Linked DNA regions of Ovis aries: region 1 is linked to region 2. The links are chromatin contacts, called in public Hi-C maps. All regions are on one chromosome and are shown on one strand. Each heading gives the region's core, a stretch centred on a gene start, on an enhancer-like site or on the middle of the called end of the contact. The rest is flanking DNA. Distances are from core to core; before and after follow the strand shown.

Region 1 (4,782 bases), core at 897-3,396, 190 kb before region 2:
AACCTACATTAATCTGTAAGTGAGCGTAATGGTTTTTCTGCTGTTTCATACATGCTAGGTCAAATCCATGGATCTTGCGACAAGAGGAGGCCCCTAGGGGAAGTGAATTCCCTTCCCTCTGCAGGGCCTGGTACCCATAGGCCACTGGAGGTACTGGAGGGGTGTCCAGGAGCCCTCTGCTTTCCCCAGAAGATACTCTGTTCCTCCTAACCTCGTCCTTCTCTACTTTCAGACTGTAGGCAAGAAGGCCAGACCTCCAAAAACTAGGCCCAGGAAGTCAGATTTCTACCGTCGTCTGGCATGGGAAGGGCAGGTTCAGACATCCCTGCTAGAGGCTGGCTTTCCAGGCAGCACCCGAGGAGGCAGGCTTGAGTCCTCGGGGTCAGCGATCATGGGGTTTCATTTGCTCAGACATACTGTGACACGAGGTCAATCTTGGACCAAAATGGGCATGGAACCCTCTGACTCAGGGTGGCTTTTAGAAACCCATCAGGAAGTGTTTTCCATCATTCGCAACATCTCAGAGCACAGGGACGGGGCCTCGCCAGGCCTGGGACTGGCATCAGCTGCAAACGCCATGGCCTTTCCTCCCATCAGGGAATGGGCCTAGTTCTGAGTCACCAGTTAAGAACAGGGGACGGCACAGAATTTGAGATTCAGCTCTCAAATCCAAGCAGCCCCTTCCTTTTCTAATTTGTAAGAAACTGGCCCCCAATCAGCTTTCCTTTGCTCTGTCTCCAACTGGAAGTGAAAACGTGTCTCTTGCAGGCCTCCAGCTCCCGTGCTCCTGGGGTCTGCTTGTCTTCTTGAAGCCCGAGCTCATGGGGGCTGTTTGGACAGGAGCACCCCCCCCCCCGCCAACCCCCACTCTAGCTCTCCCGTGGCTGTGTCCTCCTCAGGGGTGACAGGGTGTGTGGGGGCTGGGGGCCAGGGTTGCAGCCAGGTGTGGGACTTCTGCCCACAAAGATGGGTGAGGGTAAGTGCCCTCTAAGGAAGCCCGAGTCACCCTACCTTGGGAACTTCCCGCCAAAAGACAAAGCTCCCAACCTCCCAGGGAGCCTTATGTGGCTGCCGGAGAAAGACAGCCAAGCCTTGGTAAAAGCAGGAGGCGAGGAGTAAGGATGATGGGACCCTCCTGGAGCTTCTCCCCACCCAACCTTGGGCTGTATCCTCCTAGACACCTTTGCTTCCATCCCTGGACCTAGGAGGTGGTCACGCGTGCTCCTGAAAGTGAATGCCTCTTTCAGAGGGTCTGGAGTTGGGATGGGGCGGGCATCGGAAGGAAACGATCAGCTGTTTCACAGTGAGGTCTCCGCAGGCCCGTGAGAGCAGCCCCTGCTGTGGCCTTGCCTTCTTCCAAATAAAGGAGCCAGGAAACGGCCAAGTTGCTCCTTGTGGCAGAAACTTCTAGAACCAGAAGAGGCCCTTCCCAGCATCTGGGGGTGGGGATGTCAGATTCTGCTCTGGGCAGGGCGGGGGGTGGTGGCTGGCAACCAAGTCCCACTCGTATGTAACCTGGCAGCTCTCTGCCTGGAGACTTGCCGATGGTCACGATGTGTCGCCTCCCAGGAGATGTTCCACTTTCCAAGCAGGTGGGAAATGACCCCGGTTAAAAATAGCGGCACTGGACTCATCACAGAGTCCCCTTGTAAAGCAAAACCGTGGGTTTCCTCCAAGTGGCGCAAAGGATCAGCCGTGGCTTTTGGGTTCCCTCTGGGACTCTGGGGGCTGGGGTCCCAAATGCACCAAATCCCCCAGTGCCCTCCCCTGCAACACCCCGGCGCCCAGCACAGCCACCAGCAGAGCCCCTCAGCCGTGGCCACTGGCCACCTGCCCACCTGCCCACCCCGGGTTCGCCTCGGTGACTAGGGGGCCACTGTGACCGTCCACACCCTCTCCCCGCCTTCCTGCTCCCCTCAGTGCCTGGTGGACCGGGGTTTCTGGAGCTTTCTCAGAACCGTGGACACATTCCCAGTGGAAATCATGACATTTTCCGTTTCACATGACGCACTCCACAATGCCTCAGGAAAAGGGAGAGAGAAAGAGAAGGCAAACAGGGCCTGGGAGCCAGCCCCTCTCTGTCAACAGCCAGGCCAGGTCCTCTCTGTTTATCCTGGAGTCGCCTCCCCGGGGCTTGACAGTCAGCCTCCGTGTTCTCTCCTGCAGTCAGAGGCCCGACGACTAGGTTAACTGCCTTTTCTCTCTGCTTCTTGGCACATCTGGGTGAAGGCGTGCCTCCCTACTTTGTTGTGTTTTTTTTTAAACTTTACTTTCGACTGCCATGGTGACTGCTGCATGTTTGGCAAAGGGAAGGAGGGGAAAAAAAAAAAAAAAAAAAGCTCGGGGAGAAGAAAAGGAGCTCTCAGCGCAGGGCTGGCGGCCGTCCAGGGTAATCATGCTGCAGAGCTGAAATGAGGCCTCTGGCGGGCAGCCAAGTCACAAAGAACAAAGCTGTCAGTTCCTAATGTTGGCGGCAAAGCCTGTTTGGCACCCTTATATGCTTTCCCAGAACTCCCTGCCTTGGCTGCCTTCCATTCCCTTCAGGGCAGCAAACAGGATTAGCCCAGCTCTGAGTTGTTTTTCTTCCCTCTCCTCCAACTGTTTCCAATGACATCATCCTTGCTGCACTCATTTGCCAGCAGGGTGGTTTTTCTCTCTCTCCCCTCCCACCCCCCTCTCTCCCTCCATCTCTCTCTCACACACACACCTCCACTCCCACTTCCTTCCTGTAGCCGCCCCCCCAACCTCCTCTGACTTGCTCGAAGCGCACTGTTTGAGGTCATGCCTCTTGTCCGGCATCTCTGTGAAATGCACACACGCCCCGGCGCTTGTCCATTTCGCTGAATCAAGCCAGACGTTGTATTTTATTTTTATAACTGAATTCCTGTGAGATAAAAATCTCATTTTCCTTCGCAGGCTGTAATCAGCACTCGCAGGGCTGTGGTTTCCAACTGCCCCATCTCGTGCTTCCTTACGAAGCACCGCTGAGAAATGAACTTGGCTGCCATTCAGGTTTAAAGGGCCCGCGGCTAGTCATACATTGCTGGTTCACACACACACACACGCACAAACACACGATGTGCACACAAAGACTATTGCATGCGCACACCCACAGGCACACACACCCACAGGGCTACACAGACAAAGGGTATGGAGATACCCCCCCGAGAGAGACAGACACACACACAAGCAGCACCTAGGGTCATTCTTTCCCTTTCAAGAAAGAGAATAGGTGAACAAGTAGAAGCCAAAAGCTGCTTCCGAAAAGGCTGGTTTCAACCAGCAGGCAGGCAAGCGTTATGCAACTAATGTCTGGGTTCATGAAAGGAATCGAGGTTCGCTGACTGCACAAATGTTCCCCCGCCCCCGCCCTGCCCCCCCCAACTCTGATTCATGAACTAGTTTTCAGATTCATGAATCACTCGGGAGCCAGCAAGAAAAAAATGAGTAGTATTGATCTCATTTCAATTGAAACGGGCTCATTATGGCCACGCAGGGGCAGGGTGCAGACAACTTCCTACCACCAGACACTCGCCAGCATCCTAGGTCTGCAGGGAGGCTCCCCCACCTGTGGGTGGGGCAGGCTGGCTTTTGCAGAGGAGAGGGTTCCCCCTCTTTTGATGATTAAATAGGCAGAATCAGATCTATTGGCACGAGGAGCTGGGGCTGGACTCCTCTGTCCTCTTCCGGCAGGTCTGTGGGCTTCCTTGGGTGTTCTCCATTTGTTTTTTTGTTTGTTTGTTTTTTTTTTCACTTTTAATGAAATCTTTTAAGAGGAATCTCAGTGCAAATTCATTTCTGGATTGTTGGTGGTGTCTCAAGGACTATCTAAAATAACAATTCACCTTCTACTAGGTGAATTCAAGTTCAGATCCAACTAGGATGTCTTGGGGTTTGCTTCTTTGTTTGTTTCAAGGCCAACATGTAGCTTTTGCCTTTTTCAGCCCTTTGCATTTGATTCAGCAAAGAAAGCCTGGGGAATATGGACCCTCTAGATTTGGGCCAATCACATTTCTGTAAAGAAAAACAGTCCTCCAGCTGGGTGACTGTCATTACAGGGATAGGAGGCTCTAGGATTTCAGAAAGTCATCCTTTTCCTTCCCAAATGAAGTGAGGGTTCTCTCGCTGACTGTCAAGGAGGTGGGCGCTGAGCTGGGGTCCAATGGCATTACAGACAGGGAAACTTCAGTCCCTGGGTAGATTTATCGAGGGCTGTCCTCTAGGGAACCAGGCCTCTCCAACTGCCTTTCCTTGTTCCCCTTGAATTCCAACTCAGCCATCTTCCCTCTTGACATATGCCCCCTGCCCAGTCCAGCATGTCACACTCATCCTCCTGACCGGGGAATCGTTCTCTCTCACTCTAGAACACTGCAGTTTGGGCTGTCACGTGTAAGCAGACCATGATCAGTGTGATTGGCTTTGACTTGCAACTTTGCACTGGGATTTTGTGTGGTTTCAGCTCCCAGATCTCCCCCAAGCACCCCTACTCTCCCAGTGCTGGGAGATTTAAAACAACTGATGAGACATTCACTTTTCAGAAACCTCACAGAAGTGGGCAACCCTCAGCAGAAAAGGATTCTACCCTACGCTGCATCACTTTGGATCCAGGAGTTCGGAAATGAGACTCTCACCCATTGACTTCAGATGCAAAGCTGCGCCATTAGGCATATTTAGCTTGGCAGAGATTCATTGCATGACTTTGCCCCCTTTTGTTTCTGCGGTGCCCAGAGAAACTGGGAGCAGCCCCAAGAAGGGCAGAGAAGATGTGCTTGTGTGAATTTC
Region 2 (4,472 bases), core at 1,236-3,735:
CGGCTTGGTTGCCGGTCCGTCTCCGGGGCTTGTCTGCAGCGCCCTCTACTGGGACATGTCCGGACATGCCCGGGCATGCCCAGGCGTGCCTGACCTCGCCCTGACCTTTCTTCCTGGCCTTGCCCTGACCCTTCATCCTGACCTCGCCCTGACCTTTCAACTGGGTGCCCACAGAGGAGCTCTCTGGTTTACATGCCACTTGGACCAGCAAGAGCCCATGGTCTCCAGACTGCACTTGTCCCCTGGCAGGACTGGAGAGGCAGCAAAGGAGCCCAGCAGTCATCACAGGGCCAGAGACAGACAACCTGGGTGGTGCTGGGACAGCCTTGAACTAGACTCTCTCTCTCTTTCCCTTGGGAGCCAAGCAGGAAAATAGCATAACTGTGTATAATGCAGTGGAAAAAGGATGTGTTAACCCTCACCCAGAGCTTGTACATCCAAAATCAGTTTTCTCATCCTTTTCTTCCCTTTTTGCCAAACTCCATACATCCCCCATGGGCTGAGATGCTGTGAAGCTGGCCAAGCCTGGTGGCTACGATTCAGAGCAAGGGTTTTGGGGTCCAACCTCCTGGGTATCCACCTAGCCTCTGCCCCTTGAGCGCTGTGTGATTTCAAGCAGGATTTTATTTTCTGGAAGCCTCAGTTTCCTCATCTGGAAAATGGACATCATGCCAGTTAGTTTAAGAAATACCCTAGGGCTTAAATAAGAGGAAGCTTGCAGTGGGTTTGGCTAAGTGCCTGGCATGAAAGTGATGGATATACCTCAACTCCTGTTGCTGTTAGCACATAGAGAACTTCACCAGACAGAATTCATAAAAGAATTTACTTGATTGTTTTTTAAAGGGTCTTCTTCGATGTGGACCATTTGTAAAGTCTTTATTGAATTTGTTGCAGTGTTGTTTCTGTTTTTATGTTTTGTTTTCTTGGCCAAGAGGCATGTGGGATCTCAGCTCCCCGACTAGGAATTGAACCTGCCCCCACTGCAATGGGAGGTGAAATCTTAACCACTGGATCACCAGGGAAGTCCCAGGAGACCATTTAGAAGGACAAACCTTTGCGGTTAGCAAGTGAGACTGCATCAGTCAGCAACATCTGGTCTTGGTGAAAAGGAAGGGCAGCTGCAGACAAGGAAACCGACTGGTGAAAACAACAGATGACCCACACCTTGATGGGGCTGCATATCAACATCGATCCCTTATAGAGGGTAGAGCCAGCCTATCCTAGCTGGGGAACCCCAAATTCTGCTTTCAGTGACCTACAGCCCTGGCTGGGGGCACCGAGGTCTAGCAAGCAGTCCAACCACAGGGCATGACTGCAGGGAAAAGAGAGAAGCAGCACAAAAGAATGGGGGACTTCCCTGATTGTCCAATGGTTCGAATCCACCTTCCAGTGCAGGGGACGTGGATTCCATCCCTGGGGGAGGAACTAAGACTCCTCATGCCAGGTGGCAACTCAGCCCCGGAGCCACAACCACTGAGCCCATGCTCCACAAGAGAACCTCAGGCGCTGCAACTAGAGAAAAGCCTGAATGCCGCAACAAAGACCCAGCACAGGCAAAAAAAAAAAAAAAAAGGAATGGTGGCATTCTCATGGCTGCGGTGCACAGAGGGTTTGACTCATCTCTGCGAAGAGGACCTAGTGTTTTTCACGATCACTATATTCCAGATGCAAACATTCTCAGGCAGGAGAATGGTCCCTAAAGGATTGGTCTACCAATTGAAGAGTGAGAAACTGTTTAGAGAGTCACGCCTGGACTTCCTCGAACATTCCTCCTGCACACACTCACGGACACAGACGTGCACACGGGGTGCCTGACCGAGGGGCAGGGGGACCCAGCTGGTGGCTCAGACGGTAAAGCGTCTGTCTACGATGCAGGAGACCTGGGTTCGATCCCTGGGTCGGGAAGATCCCCTGGAGAAGGAAATGGCAATCCACTCCAGTACTACTGCCTGGAAAATCCCATGGACAGAGGAGCCAGGTAGGCTACAGTCCATGGGGTCGCAAAGAGTCGGACACGACTGAGCAACTTCACTTTCACTACGCTGGCCAGAGCTCCCTGGGGTCCTTAGTACCTGGAGAAGTGACAGAAGAGGCGAGGGCTGGCCTCACCTCACCAAGGATCAGCTAAATGAACCTGGTACCCAGAGTTTTCCTTTCCCTGCAGAGGGAGTGGACCTGAGAGACTGGAACACAGGAAAAACTGGAATGTCCCCATTTTCCTTCCCCAGTGTCTCTCTGGCGGTCATGACAACAGAGAGGGGGCTGACGGGGGTGGATCAATCTTTCTCCGGCTCTGGAGTGAGTCATTTGGCAAATAGCTTCATGTGGAAGTTACAAAACCTCTCGAGTCACCTATGGAAACCCCAGTCTTCAGAAACCACAGCAAAGTTTCTGTTTGTTTGTTTGTTTTTTTTTGCTGTTGAGCTCACTTCCGCAGCGGCAGGGATACCGGCGAATCACAAACCGCACACCGACCGCGCACATGCGTTCCACCTGCGGATGGATACGCTGCCTTCTCCTGGAGGACCCCGGAAGTCCCTTCCATCTGCTCTTACAGTTTCTTTTGTGTGTTGCCTGTTGGGTCTCTGTTGTACTGATTTGTCCAGGCCACTCCCAAGATGGGGGCGCTGCTACGGTCCTCTGAAGGACCTTTCCTGTGGGGCCCCGAGAAAGCTTTTACTATAGACATGTTTTAAGGAGGAATTTTCTTGCTTTGTGTTCCCTACACAGATTTTAGGGGTTTCTTTTACCCCCTTGGGGATAAAAGTCATTACAAGAAAAACCCACAAAACTTTTGACGCCTGTGGTATTTCTGCTCTTTCGGCTTTTAGTCCACTGAAATTATTTTGGAAACAAAGTAGCTCTCAATTTTTCAATAGCCACCTTCTATCCCAGTGGCTGCCACGTATACAAATTCAGTCACTCAGGAAGTATTTTTGAGCATTGCCTATGATCCAGGGACTGTTGAGTTTGCTGAGTATATAGCTTTGAACAACACTGATACACTTCTTGGTTTCAGGAAGCTTACATCACAGTAATAACTAAAAAAACTTCACAGATATACTATGAACCGAAACCAGAATTAAGGCCGGATAAAGACCCACTTAAACTTAATGGCCTACCTCTATTAATATATATGCAACTATTGTTCTCAAGTCATTGTTAGTGTACACAAGGGGCTTACCTGGTGGCTCAGTTGGCAAACAGTCTGCCTGCAGTGCAAAAGACCAAGTTCCATACCTGGGTCAGGAAGATCCCCTGGAGAAAGAAATGGCAACCCACTTCAAGTATTCTTGCCTGGGAAATCTCACGGACAGAGGAGCCTGGCAGCATACAGCCCACGGGGTCGGAAAGAGTTGGACACGACTCAGGGACTAAAGGTACCTACCTACTAGTGTCCATAGATATACAACAGGCATCCCCCCAACGTGGCGGGGGTGGGGGTGGAGGTTGGCTGTGTCACTGAAAATTTTGGACTCTGTGAATTCTCCTGCAGTGATGACAAAAGCTTAGATGCAAGGCTGAAAAGGGACCACCCAACCTGTGAAAAAAATTGGATTTTGCTGAAGCTTTATCTTGGAAAAGGGCTTAGAAGTAAATATCATTTAAACAGTTTGTTTTTCTTTAGAGACATACAAAACAACTATTTAAATAGACTGCTGATTTTGTAAATCTGCTGATTTTAATTGGCAGCTCATCCATGTATTCATTTATGGTATACCAAGGCACTGTGCTTTATGGCAGAAACACGAAGTTTAATAAGAGATGGCCTCTGCCCTCCTGAAGCTTATAATCCTGTAAGAAAAGCAGACATGGAAACAATCTAGTAGGTGCTATGTTGAGGTGAGAGTGGGGATGGAGTCCACCTTGCATGAGCAAGGCAATGGGAGGGTCATCAAAAGAAGACTTTTGAACAGTGTCTTCAGCACAAGGTTAAAGATGCCTAAACCTCTTTTAAGAGCCGGTAGCTTTTCTGCGTCCTTGTCTTTTTTTGTTTGTTTCTTTGCTGCATGGCATATGGTGTCTTAGTCTCCCAAAAGAGACACCGTCTCCACTGAAAGCACAGGGTCTTAACCGCTGGACCACGCGGGGAGTCCCACACTATCCTTTTCTCTGTGATGTTTGTCTATGGTAGCTGTAAGGAATTTGGCTGCGTTATCCATACACCAATAAACAACTCTACCAGCCCTTAGACAGAGTAAGCTGCTTAGTATTCTATTTTGTGCAATCAGAGATTAAATTCCAAATTCACTGGCACCCGGAGATGAAACAGCTAATTATATACAGTAATTGCATTTAAAATCCATGCCTTTGAATGACTGATGAAATCTTCTTTTTCAAATGCTCATAAAACTTAGTGTGCCCAGCAACCAACTGGGAAGAAGTGGCAGTAAGTTTTTAGTCTTGTAATGTGGGTATGGTGCCATGCTCTTTCACCCCTGTGCTTTCCTTGAATTCACCCTGCACATTTA

Evidence for each region. A called contact is a pair of places that touch in the nucleus more often than the background predicts.
Region 1: a contact with region 2 is called in a Hi-C map of liver, with 5 times the contacts expected there. The contact joins two enhancer-like sites. A contact is called at or near these places in 4 of 16 Hi-C or Micro-C datasets (hypothalamus, liver, mixed tissues and 1 more).

The regions. Positions count from the first base shown.
Region 1 is chr25:6,881,690-6,886,471 of ARS-UI_Ramb_v3.0, reverse strand. No RefSeq gene overlaps it. Among named protein-coding and RNA genes, the nearest start is that of IRF2BP2, 98 kb to the right of the region's middle. Within about 2 kb of position 2,146, at least 48 of the 54 cell types and tissues checked have an H3K27ac peak or open chromatin away from gene starts, as enhancers often do. A contact at or near this core is called in liver, where this site is marked.
Region 2 is chr25:6,690,489-6,694,960 of ARS-UI_Ramb_v3.0, reverse strand. No RefSeq gene overlaps it. Among named protein-coding and RNA genes, the nearest start is that of TARBP1, 40 kb to the right of the region's middle. Within about 2 kb of position 2,485, at least 4 of the 54 cell types and tissues checked have an H3K27ac peak or open chromatin away from gene starts, as enhancers often do. A contact at or near this core is called in liver, where this site is marked.